Linked DNA regions of Sus scrofa: region 1 is linked to region 2. Evidence: chromatin contacts called from public HiChIP or PLAC-seq data. All regions are on one chromosome and are shown on one strand. Each heading gives the region's core, a stretch centred on a gene start, on an enhancer-like site or on the middle of the called end of the contact. The rest is flanking DNA. Distances are from core to core; before and after follow the strand shown. Region 1 overlaps PSTPIP2 (proline-serine-threonine phosphatase-interacting protein 2). Region 2 holds the start of ATP5A1 (ATP synthase, H+ transporting, mitochondrial F1 complex, alpha subunit 1, cardiac muscle).

The links. HiChIP or PLAC-seq counts read pairs in DNA pulled down with a chosen protein or histone mark.
Region 1: a contact with region 2 is called in an H3K27ac HiChIP or PLAC-seq map of alveolar macrophages. The contact joins the enhancer-like site here to the promoter of ATP5A1 in region 2. A contact is called at or near these places in 9 of 47 Hi-C or Micro-C datasets (embryonic fibroblasts, epiblast stem cells, fetal liver and 6 more) and 1 of 2 datasets of contacts at active chromatin or transcription factors (alveolar macrophages).

Annotation. Positions count from the first base shown.
Region 1 is chr1:95,656,750-95,661,788 of Sscrofa11.1, reverse strand. PSTPIP2 (proline-serine-threonine phosphatase-interacting protein 2) reads left to right here. Exons shown (of 14, transcript XM_021092533.1): 4 at 3,929-3,963. Among named protein-coding and RNA genes, the nearest start is that of EPG5, 42 kb to the right of the region's middle. Within about 2 kb of position 2,613, at least 1 of the 83 cell types and tissues checked has an H3K27ac peak or open chromatin away from gene starts, as enhancers often do. A contact at or near this core is called in alveolar macrophages, where this site is marked.
Region 2 is chr1:95,748,329-95,753,574 of Sscrofa11.1, reverse strand. ATP5A1 (ATP synthase, H+ transporting, mitochondrial F1 complex, alpha subunit 1, cardiac muscle) reads left to right here and starts at 2,740. Exons shown (of 12, transcript NM_001185142.1): 1 at 2,740-2,847; 2 at 4,674-4,752. The coding sequence starts at 2,788.

The sequences.
Region 1 (5,039 bases), core at 1,364-3,863, 92 kb after region 2:
AAACTGTGCTCCATAGTGGCTGTACCCGTTTACATTCCCACCAGCAGTGCAGGAGGGTTCCCTTTTCTCCACAGCCCCTCCAGCACTTGTTATTTGTGGACTTATTAATGATGGCCATTCTGACTGGTGTGAAGTGGTATCTCATGGTAGTTTTGATTTGCATTTCTCTTATAATCAACGATGTTGAGCATTTTTTCATGTGTTTGCTGGCCACCTGCATATCTTCCTTGGAGAAGAGTCTATTCAGGTCTTTTGACTATTTTTCCATTGATTGATTGGCTTTTTTGCTGTTGAGTTGTATAAGTTGCTTATATATTCTAGAGATTAAGCCCTTGTCGGTTGCATCATTTGAAACTATTTTTTCCCATTCTGTAAGTTGTCTTTTTGGTTCCTTTTTGGTTTCCTTTGCTGTGCAAAAGCTTTTCAGTTTGATTAGGTCCCATGGGTTTATTTTTGCTCTTATTTCTATTGCTTTGGGAGACTGACCTGAGAAAATATTCATGATGTTGATGTCAGAGAGTGTTTTGCCTTATATAGTTTACTTCTTTGTTTTAAATTTGAAGAATTGTTTTCCTTTCCTGCTCTATTTAGTTTCACTTTTTGAATATGTAAAACATTGCCCTATTCAAAGGTCAGAATCCCTAGTCTTTGGTAAGTTTGACTGTCATTCAGGGAGCGTTTAAATAATTTCAAGGAGTATTGCAAGGTAGTTGATCCAAAAACTTGTTTATTTGTAAAAGAATAAGCCATCTTGGAAGATATCAAGAAAATTTTAGTTGATGTGATAGAAAATGCCATGTTCTCTCACATTGTACATCTTGGAAATTATATTTAGTAGAATGAATCGGATCCAAATTGATTTTTTTACTGAATAAAGTTTTATTTTTCAAAATGTACATGGTGGGGCCTGTTTATTCATCTTTACTGGCAGTTGGGGTGGTGTTTTCAAACCAGTTTAATGACCTGGACTCTGTAAGGAGATTCCCTATTATATGCTTATAACCCCAGCTAAGGAGCTCTTGAGGGCTCCCTGGCCAGGGACCCATGAATCTTCAGTCCCTCAGACATGACAGCTGGGATTATAAGCATATGGTAGGGAATTTCCTTATAGAGTGTCATATATTGCTTTGTTAAACACGACTAGGTTATTGAGCTGGTCCTGATCTCTGCCTTTGAGTTGGATTCGTTTCTGCTGCACCTCAATGGGAACTCCAGTTTTCCTTCTAAGAGTTTACCTCAGAGAGGAAGATCCCAGGAGCTCAGACCTGGGGACTGTGTTTCCAAAATTGAAGTGAAAGGCCATATAGGTACTTCTGTTTTTGTTATCTCCAGGATGATCTTTGGGAAGGTGCCTTAGGTGACAGTGCACAACTTTACCTTTCCAGGGACTAGGTCGGATTTTTGCACCTCATCAACTGCTCAGTCAGAGACTTGGGCTTCTGATGGGCCCTTTAGGTTTTAAAGTTAAAGTGCTGGTAGAACATTTTCTTTTTCCACAGTTAAGGAGAACACCAGAGAGAAGAGGGCATGGACATTGCAAGAACACTGTCCCCAAAGTTCAAAATCGATCCTCAGATTGGCATCATGTTCTGAACAGGGGAAACAGCAATGCAGTGATATCTCAGAACAGCAAAGCTCATGACAAACTAAAGGGAGTTGGAAGCTGCTTTTTTTTTTTTCTTTCTTTGCAGCCCCACCAGTGGCATATGGGAGTTCCCAGGCAAGGGGTCAAATCAGAGCTACAGCTGCCACGGCCACAGCTACACCGGATCTGAGCTGCATCTGCAAACTACACTGCAGCTTGTAGCAACACCAGATCCTTGGCCGCTAAGAAAGGCCAGGAATTGAACCTGTATCCTCACAGAGACTATGTCTGGTCCTTAGCTGGCTGGGCCACAATGGGAATTCCTGGGCTGCTCTTGGTCGCCCAGCCACTTAGGGTGGGAGAAAAAATTTAGACCCTGAACAGACGATCTCTAAGTCACTTTCCAGCTCCTCAGCTCTCTGTAGGAAGGCCCTTCAGTCATATCTGTGGCCCGACCTCCTTTCCTGCTAAGTCCAGTTGTGAGCCTGCTCTCCGGGTGCTCATTCATCCTTCTGCATCACTCATGCATTTGTTTGGATATGGACACTTTCGTAGCACCTTGCGTTCCTTGAAAAATGGTATCATTAAGATGGGTAAAGTGAATGGAGAATTTGCAGGAAAGTTTTTCTGCTTGATGTGCTTGTAATAATTGGGAATGTTTATGTGGGAAAAGGCAGGGAACATAAGAACCTTTCGCTTGGGGATAAAAAAGAAAGGAGTGGGCAAAATGCAATATAAAAGAAGGGGCCAGCTGGAAGATGCAAGGGTTTTTAGTTTGCGCAATAGCAGAACTTGTCACATCCTTTATTTACACAGAATATGACCCATGATCCTGCGCTATTGTGACCAGGGGCTGGGGGATCATGATTTCACTACATCTCATTGCTTCTTGAGTGACAGGAGTGAGCCCAGTGAGATCTGCTTCCATGAAGGTGGTGATGCACAAAAAAATCCCCAGGGCCACTTCACCTCAGAAGGAGGCTTACTTAAGGATGAGTAGGGTTGAGGAGAATGAAAACCACGGGCAAGGGGGAGCTATAAGGAAGGAGGAGCCATGAGTTATGAGAGAGAGGATGGGTGAGATTGAGAAAGGATCTTCTCCACAGAAACTGTGAGAAAAGGAATGTGTCATGTTTAAAGCTGTCAAACTTGTGGTAGTTTGTTCTTCAGTGATAGATGCTAAATCAGTGTGTTTAATGTCTACCTCCTCCACTAAGACTCTCCAATCTGGGAGTTCCCATTGTAGCGCAGTGGAAATGAATCCGACTAGGAACCATTAGGTTGCCGGTTTGATTCCTGGCCTTTCTCAGTGGGTTAAGGATCCAGAATTGCTGTGAACTGTGGTGTAGGATACAGAAGAGGCTTGGATCTGGCATTGCTGAGTCTATGGCATAGGCTGGTGGCTACAGCTCTGATTCGCCCCCTGGCCTGGTAACCTCCATATGCTGCGGGTGCATCCCTCAAAAGACAAAAGACCAAAAATAAATAAATAAATAAATAAATAAATAAATAAAAAAGACTCTCCAGTCTGTCTTGCACCACCAAATCATCAATATGTGACACAGTGCCTGGCCAATACTTTATGTGCAATAAGTATGTGATGATTGATGAATGGATGAAAAAGGAGGTGACCAGGAGCCAGAGTTTGAATCCTCCCTTTATTTGCTTGTATCCATATTTCTAATTACCATTCTTTAAAAAATGACTAGTATTCTAATGAGAAAGGGACCGCAACTCCTATATTATCATTGGGGGAAATGAAACACAAAGAATTTGGGTATCTGGCTCCACCCAGGTGGACAGGGAAACATTTATGATTCTTGTGCTTGGACTGAGAGAGTAACAAAGAGGACACTGAGGAATTCCCGTCGTGGCGCAGTGGTTAACGAATCCAACTAGGAGCCATGAGGTTGCGGGTTCGATCTCTGGCCTTGCTCAGTGGGTTGACGATGATGTTGCCATGAGCTGTGGTGTAGGTCAGAGATGTGGCTCGGATATGGAGTTGCTGTGGCTGTGGTATAGGCCGGCAGCTACAGCTCTGATTAGACCCCTAGCCTGGGAACCTCCATATACCGAAGGAGCAGCCCCTAGAAAAAAGGCAAAAAGACAAAAAAAAAAAAAAAAAGAGGAAACTGAAGACGCCCGATCTTTTGCTGTCTTCTCAGGCTCATGGGCAAAGATTAGACCATAGGCTCTGGGAGAGAGAAGATGTGGGTAGAGAGAAGCATGAGATTTAGAGATGGAAAGAACCTTGGAATCGTCTCATGAGAAATAGGATCGAATTATACCAAGATTGTATAGACAATTTCCAGAACTGAAATTATATATGTGCTTGTTTTTTAGCACCCTGAAGCGGGCCCTTGAAGTCTTCAAGCAACGTAAGTGATTCTTTAAAAATATATTTATTGTCCTTGGCAAGCTCTCTGTGTGTGTGTGTGCGTCTGTCATTAATTCGAACAGCAATCTTGGAGTTCGTGTCATGGTGCAGCAGAAACGAATCCAACTAGGAACCATGAGGTTGTGGGTTTGATCCCTGCCTTTGCTCAGTGGGTTAAGGACCTGGTGTTGCTGTGAGCTGTGATGTAGGTTGCAGACTCGGCTCAGATCTGGCGTCGCTGTGGCTGTGGTGTAGGCTGGCAGCTATAGCTCTGATTTGACCCCTGGCCTGGAAGCCTCCATATGCTGTGGATGCAGCCCTAAAAAGACCAAAAAAAAAAAAAAAAATTGAACAGCAATCTCATAATGGATGAAAAAAAAAAAAATGAGAGCAGCTCCTAAGGTGAAGGCTAGCTTTGCAGAATTGAAATGGGCTGGAGAACCATTCCCATTTGCACATCATCATGAGCATTTGACTTACTTGGGGCAGTGCTTCTCAGACTGGAAATCCAGGGAGAGGCCCTGGCATTGGTCTTCAAGGGGTCCTGTCCAGTTCCAGTGTTCTCCAAGCTGGTGCCTTTAAGCCATTCTGTTCTTGGTGCTTCCAAGCTAAGGACTTTATGTGGCACAGTATGTGCTTGAAGTGTTTCTGTAGCTAGTTGAATGGTTCTGGACATCGTTCTGTTTCAGTTCTTACTGATCTGCCTCAATTTGGTTTATTCTACCAAATGCCACATTTCTTCTGGAAAGGTTGTACTGATTTCTTCCCCACCAGCAGTACTTTTTCCCCACACTTGAAAGTACCAAGAATTTTTGCACTTTAAAAATTTTGCCAAACTGAAAGGTAAAATGTGATACATTTCTGGGATTTATTTAAAGTGTCTTTTTTTTTTTTTTTTTAAGGGCTGCACTGGTGGCAGATGGAGGTTCCCAGGCTAGGGGTCCAATTGGAGCTGTAGCTGCTGGCTTACGCCAGAGCCACAGCAGTGCGGGATCTGACCTGTGTCTGAGACCTACACCACAGCTCATGGCAACACCAGATCCTTAACCCACTGAGTGAGGCCAGGGATCGTACCCA
Region 2 (5,246 bases), core at 1,491-3,990:
AACAAGTCCCCAATGGCCAATCATTTCATATACCTCAGTGTGCATATGCCAATCCTAAATTCCCAGTCCATCCCTCCCCGCTAACCTGTCCCCTTTAGTAAGCATAGTTTTTCAAAGTCTGTGAGTTTGTTTCTGTTCTGCAAACAAGTTCATTTGTATCCTTTTTAATAGATTCCACTTGAATGTGATATCATATGTTTATCTTTCACTGTATAACTTCACTTACAAAGATAATTTCTAGGTCCATCCATGTTGCTGCAAATGGTATTATTTTATTCTTTTCTATGGCTGAGGAATATTCCATTGTATATATGTGCCACATCTGTATCCATTCCTCTGTGGATGGACATGTAGGTTGTTTCCATATCTTGACTGTTGTAAATAGTGCTGCAATGAATATTGGGGTGCATGTATCTTTTCAAATTATGCATGTATCTTTTCAAACTATTGTTGGTACAGCCCCTGAGTATAGGGGGAAGTTATCTTCTGTCCTTTGTCCGCTTTTAACACTACAAATTTTTTAAAATGATTTTTAATTTTTATTTATTTATTTTGTTTTTTAGGGGTGCACCTGCAGCATATGGAGGTTCCCAGGCTAGAGGTCCAATCGGAGCTACAGCTGCCAGCCTATGCCACAGCCACAGCAATGCAAGATCCCAGCCAAGTCTGCGACCTACACCACAGCTCAAAGCCATATTCTAAACCCACTGAGTGAGGTCAGGGATCGAACCTGCAACCTCATGGTTTCCAGTCGGATTCGTTTCTGCTGTGCCATGATGGGAACTCCTATGGCTACAAATTTAAAAAATATCCCTGTGGCCTTGGGTCTGAGCGCAGGACCCCGCCTTCCAGAAAGCTGGAACTGCAGGCGGGGAACATGTCAGATTCAGAGCTGGGCAGGAAGTGGGACTGGTGCATGGTGGATGTAGTCCTGAAGATAGGAGCAGGAGCAGTGACACCCTCCTGAGAACATCCAGGTGAGAAACAGAAATCACTGTTTATTTCTCAGGAATACTGAAGTACTCTAGAGTAAGCTGACATTCTTTTGTAGCAATGTTATCAGTAATGTTTTCAACTCCAGCACACCCTTTATGTATTTGAAACCAAGTCTGTTTCTTTCTTTCTTTTTTTTTTTTTTTTTTTTTTTTGTCTTTTTGCCATTTCTAGGGCTGCTCCCACAGCATATGGAGATTCCCAGGCTAGGAGTCTAATTGGAGCTGTAGCCGCAGGCCTACACCAGAGCCACAGCAACGCAGGATCCCAGCCATGTGTCTGCAACCTACACCACAGCTCACGGCAACGCCAGACTTTAACCCACTGAGCAAGGCCAGGGATTGAGTCTGCAACCTCATGGTTCTTTATCAGATTCGTTAACCACTGAGCCACGATGGGAACTCCCCAAGTCTGTTTCTTTTGTATTTTCTCTCTGGAAATTGCAAGGAAGTGGTCTTAAAAGAAATAAATTAAATAAAAATAGGCACCCCCCCCCAAATCCTCGTAACTTTGTTTTTACAAACCAAAATTTTACCTATTCCTACTCCTAATATCCAGGAGGATTGTCCCAGCTCACCTTGAAAAGGAAGTAGACTATCAGAGAAAGAGGTATATTCTTTCTGTGACATATTTTGCAAATATATGGTCATATATATATTTGCAAATATGTTATAGGAGATGACCATTTTAACCCAGATATTCATATACCAGGATTTAGTGGATGAAGCTGAAAATCCTTCTTGGAATAGCTACAAGTGAAGGCAACGTTAATAGTCTCCACTAGCACAAAATACCCAATATTCACCACCAATTCTGTAGATATTACAAAAATCTCATTATCACAAAAAAAAAATCTGTGGGGGGACTAAAGCCCTGCCCTGATCTCATTGGCTAGGTAAAGTTATTTTCATCATTTCCATTTTACTTCAGATGAAAAAGTAGAGTCCCTACTTAGTCATAACCAGTTGCTGGTGGAAGAAAAATTGAGGCCTAGCCCAGTCTGGAGTGAAACTTGTGATTCTGGACCATTCTTCTCGGAATCAGCAACTACTCTATTCAAATTTGTGCTTGTTATAACTTTTAAACAGTTTGCTCTAATTCGAAGACATGATTCTTTTAGATCTAATATAAAAGAACTGCTATTATCCAACTTGAGCGCTTACTGGATCACCTAGAGTCGTGTGAGTGCTTTTCAAAACTTAAGATTGCCCCAAATTTTTGACTGGATCTGAGGTGTGGCCAGCGTTCTGTGGACCAATCCGTATTAATTCGCAAGGCATGAAACGGTACGCGGCCGACCTGCCCCGAGGGAGTAACTGTTGGCCGTAGCTGTATCACCAAGGTTCGATGCCGGTAGCCTCGATCTGCCACCATCAACCCCTCTGACGTCCAAGAAGGGGCGAGGTGATGCTCCCAGAGCAGCATAGTCTCGCTCCAGGGATAGGGCTTGGGAACTGCTTCTTAGCCTGTTCCGCAACCCCTGTGGTCGCCAAGACAACCACAAGGTCAACGCGTTAAGATCAAAGTAAATGTGTAAGCAATGCCTGCGCTGAAGCTGGCAAAGGTCTAATCAGTGATTTGCATGTTTAAATAAAAAAAACGAGACTTAAAAAACAGGAAGCCCCCTGCCCCCCGCCGCCTCTAGGCGGATTCGCGTCCGGGGTAAAAGCGAGGGGCGGTACTTCCGGGTCAGGTGGGCTGGCCGCCTTGACCTTCCTCGCCGCTCGGCCATTTTGTCCCAGTCAGTTCCAAGGCTGCGGCTGCAGAGGAGTCACCTGCGGAGGAGCTGCAAAGATGCTGTCAGTGCGCGTCGCTGCGGCTGTGGCCCGCGCCCTCCCTCGGCGGGCCGGGCTGGTGAGCGTCTGGGGCCAGCAGAAGGGAGGGGGGCCAGCTGCAGCGGGTGGTGGTGCGCGGGCTCGGGCGATCCTTTCTATGCGGAGGGTGAGGGGCTGTGGCGGACGGCGCCATCTTGCCCAGCTGGCTCTTCGGGTTGGTATAGGCGGGCGGCCGAGGGGCCCTCGTGCTCGCCCCGCGCGGGAGGGGGCAGAGTGTTGCAGGGGAAACAGTGACCTCCGTGCTGTGCTGTCCAGAGATGGCTCTTCAGGAGGATTGCCGTCTTCGTCTGAGAGCTTCTCGAGAGGAGCTTTGAATGAAGGTCAGGCCTGGGGCGCTAGCTCTCCGAGGCCTGCTCCTAAACGGCGGGGCTCGACCCGGGTAATTCTCCCAGACCTATTCGCGAAGGTCAGAGTACAGTTGTCAGCCCTGGTTGAAACGAGCTAAGGGGAACCTGACATTGTATGAAGGTCAGCAGGCCCCGGCATTTCGCCTCTGCCCCGTGCCCCGAGTCCGCTAGAAGAAAGCAGTAAATGTAGGTGGTTTTCTGAATATTTCAATAGGCGATCCCTTAGTGCTGTGTGCAGAAACCATTGTGAAAGCAAGGCAATGTTGCAAATATGCATTTCACGTTGCCGGTAGCTTGACAGCAGTGGAGCTGGTGGTGGAATTGTCTCGACTGACAGGAAGCTCTTCTTTTGTGGTGCTTTGCCATACTTTAAGATTTCGTCCTTGAAGATTCATTAGTAGTTGAGAACTCAAATTAAATAGCATAGAAACATAAGTTGGAAAATCGCTGTGAAAGGTCAGTGTCCTTCATGACTTCTATCCCATGAAGTTAAGGGCATAACCTTTAAAGCACTATGTAAACGCTAAGTATATTTTTTCATTTTAGGAGTAATCTCAGGAAGATGAAATAAATATATTGACCGTTTGAGTCCCCTAACACAACGACTGGTAGCATCTTGGATTTCTTTTAGAAAGAAAAAAGCATTTTTTAACGCTTTTCATCCAGGCCCTGTAGAAGGCAGTGTCTGCAGATTTGACATTGACCAACCGCTGCACTGCAACTTAAAGGAGAAGGAGGGTCCAGATTGGCGCAGGCTTTGTTGAAGGCAGATTTTTTTTTTTCTCTTAAAGCACACATGCTGTATCTCTTAGTTTCTGATCAAACTCTAATATTTAAAAGTTTTTTTTTTTTTGGAAGGTTAGTATAAGGAAATCTGTTGAGATGTGCCGTTTTTAGAAAGCAGCTTATCAAATTGAGAATTTCTACAACTCAATTGAAATTATGATATCTGGTCCTTTAAAAATAATGACAGCTGATCTTTTAAAAGGAATGGTACGTCCTTAGTTGTTATATTTTTTTAAAAATAAGTTTTTTTGGTAGCATACTTACAGTGTACTAGGAACCGGATAATAAATTTTCACATATATCAGAAGTTGCTTTCTCTTCTGTGGGATTAATATTTATAGCGATAATTTGATCAAACCAAGGCTGCTTTTAAGCTTGCTAGTTTATAAAAGCTTTTTTTTTTTTTTTTTGGTCTTTTTTTTGCTATTTCTTTGGCCGCTCCTGCGACATATGGAGGTTCCCAGGCTAGGGGCTGAATCAGAGCTGCAGCCACTGGCCTATGCCAGAGCCACAGCAACGCTGGATCCGAGCCGCGTCTGCAGCCTACACCACAGCTCACGGCAATGCCGGATCCTTAACCCACTGAGCAAGGCCAGGGATTGAACCCGCAACCTCATGGTTCCTAGTCGGAATCGTTAACCACCGCGCCACGATGGGAACTCCTATAAAAGCTTTTTTTAAAATCAGGTTTTTAAAACTATTCTTCCACTAGGTCTCCAAAAATGCTTTGGGATCGTCCTTTGTTGCTGCAAGAAACCTCCATGCCTCTAACACTCGTCTTCAGAAGACTGGTAAGTCATTTCTGTGTCTGCAGCACACTTACTACCTTGTCATTAAATGAAAAATTAAGTTACATAGGTTGCATAACTGTTGTGAGTGTTTTGTGGTTTTCTTTTCATTAGTTAATTTTTCCCCTAAATAGTTACTATGGAATGTTAACCCATAATGTGCCGTTTAGCCCTCTTTTGGTATGTTCTCTTGTTCTAATGAAAATAACTATAATTATGCATTTTTCTTTTGATGTTACAGGTTATTTTTTTCTATTTATTTATTTATTTTGCTTTGTAGGGCCACACCCAAGGCATATGGAAATTCCCAGGTTGGGGGTCTAATTTGAGCTACAGCTGCCAGTCTGTGCCACAGTCACAGCAATGCCAGATCTGAGCCTTGTCTTCAACCTACACCACAGCTCACGGCAGCGCTGAATCCTTAACCCACTGAGCGAGGCCAGGGATCGAGCTCGCAACCTCATGGTTCCTAGTTAGATTCGTTTTTGCTGCGCCAT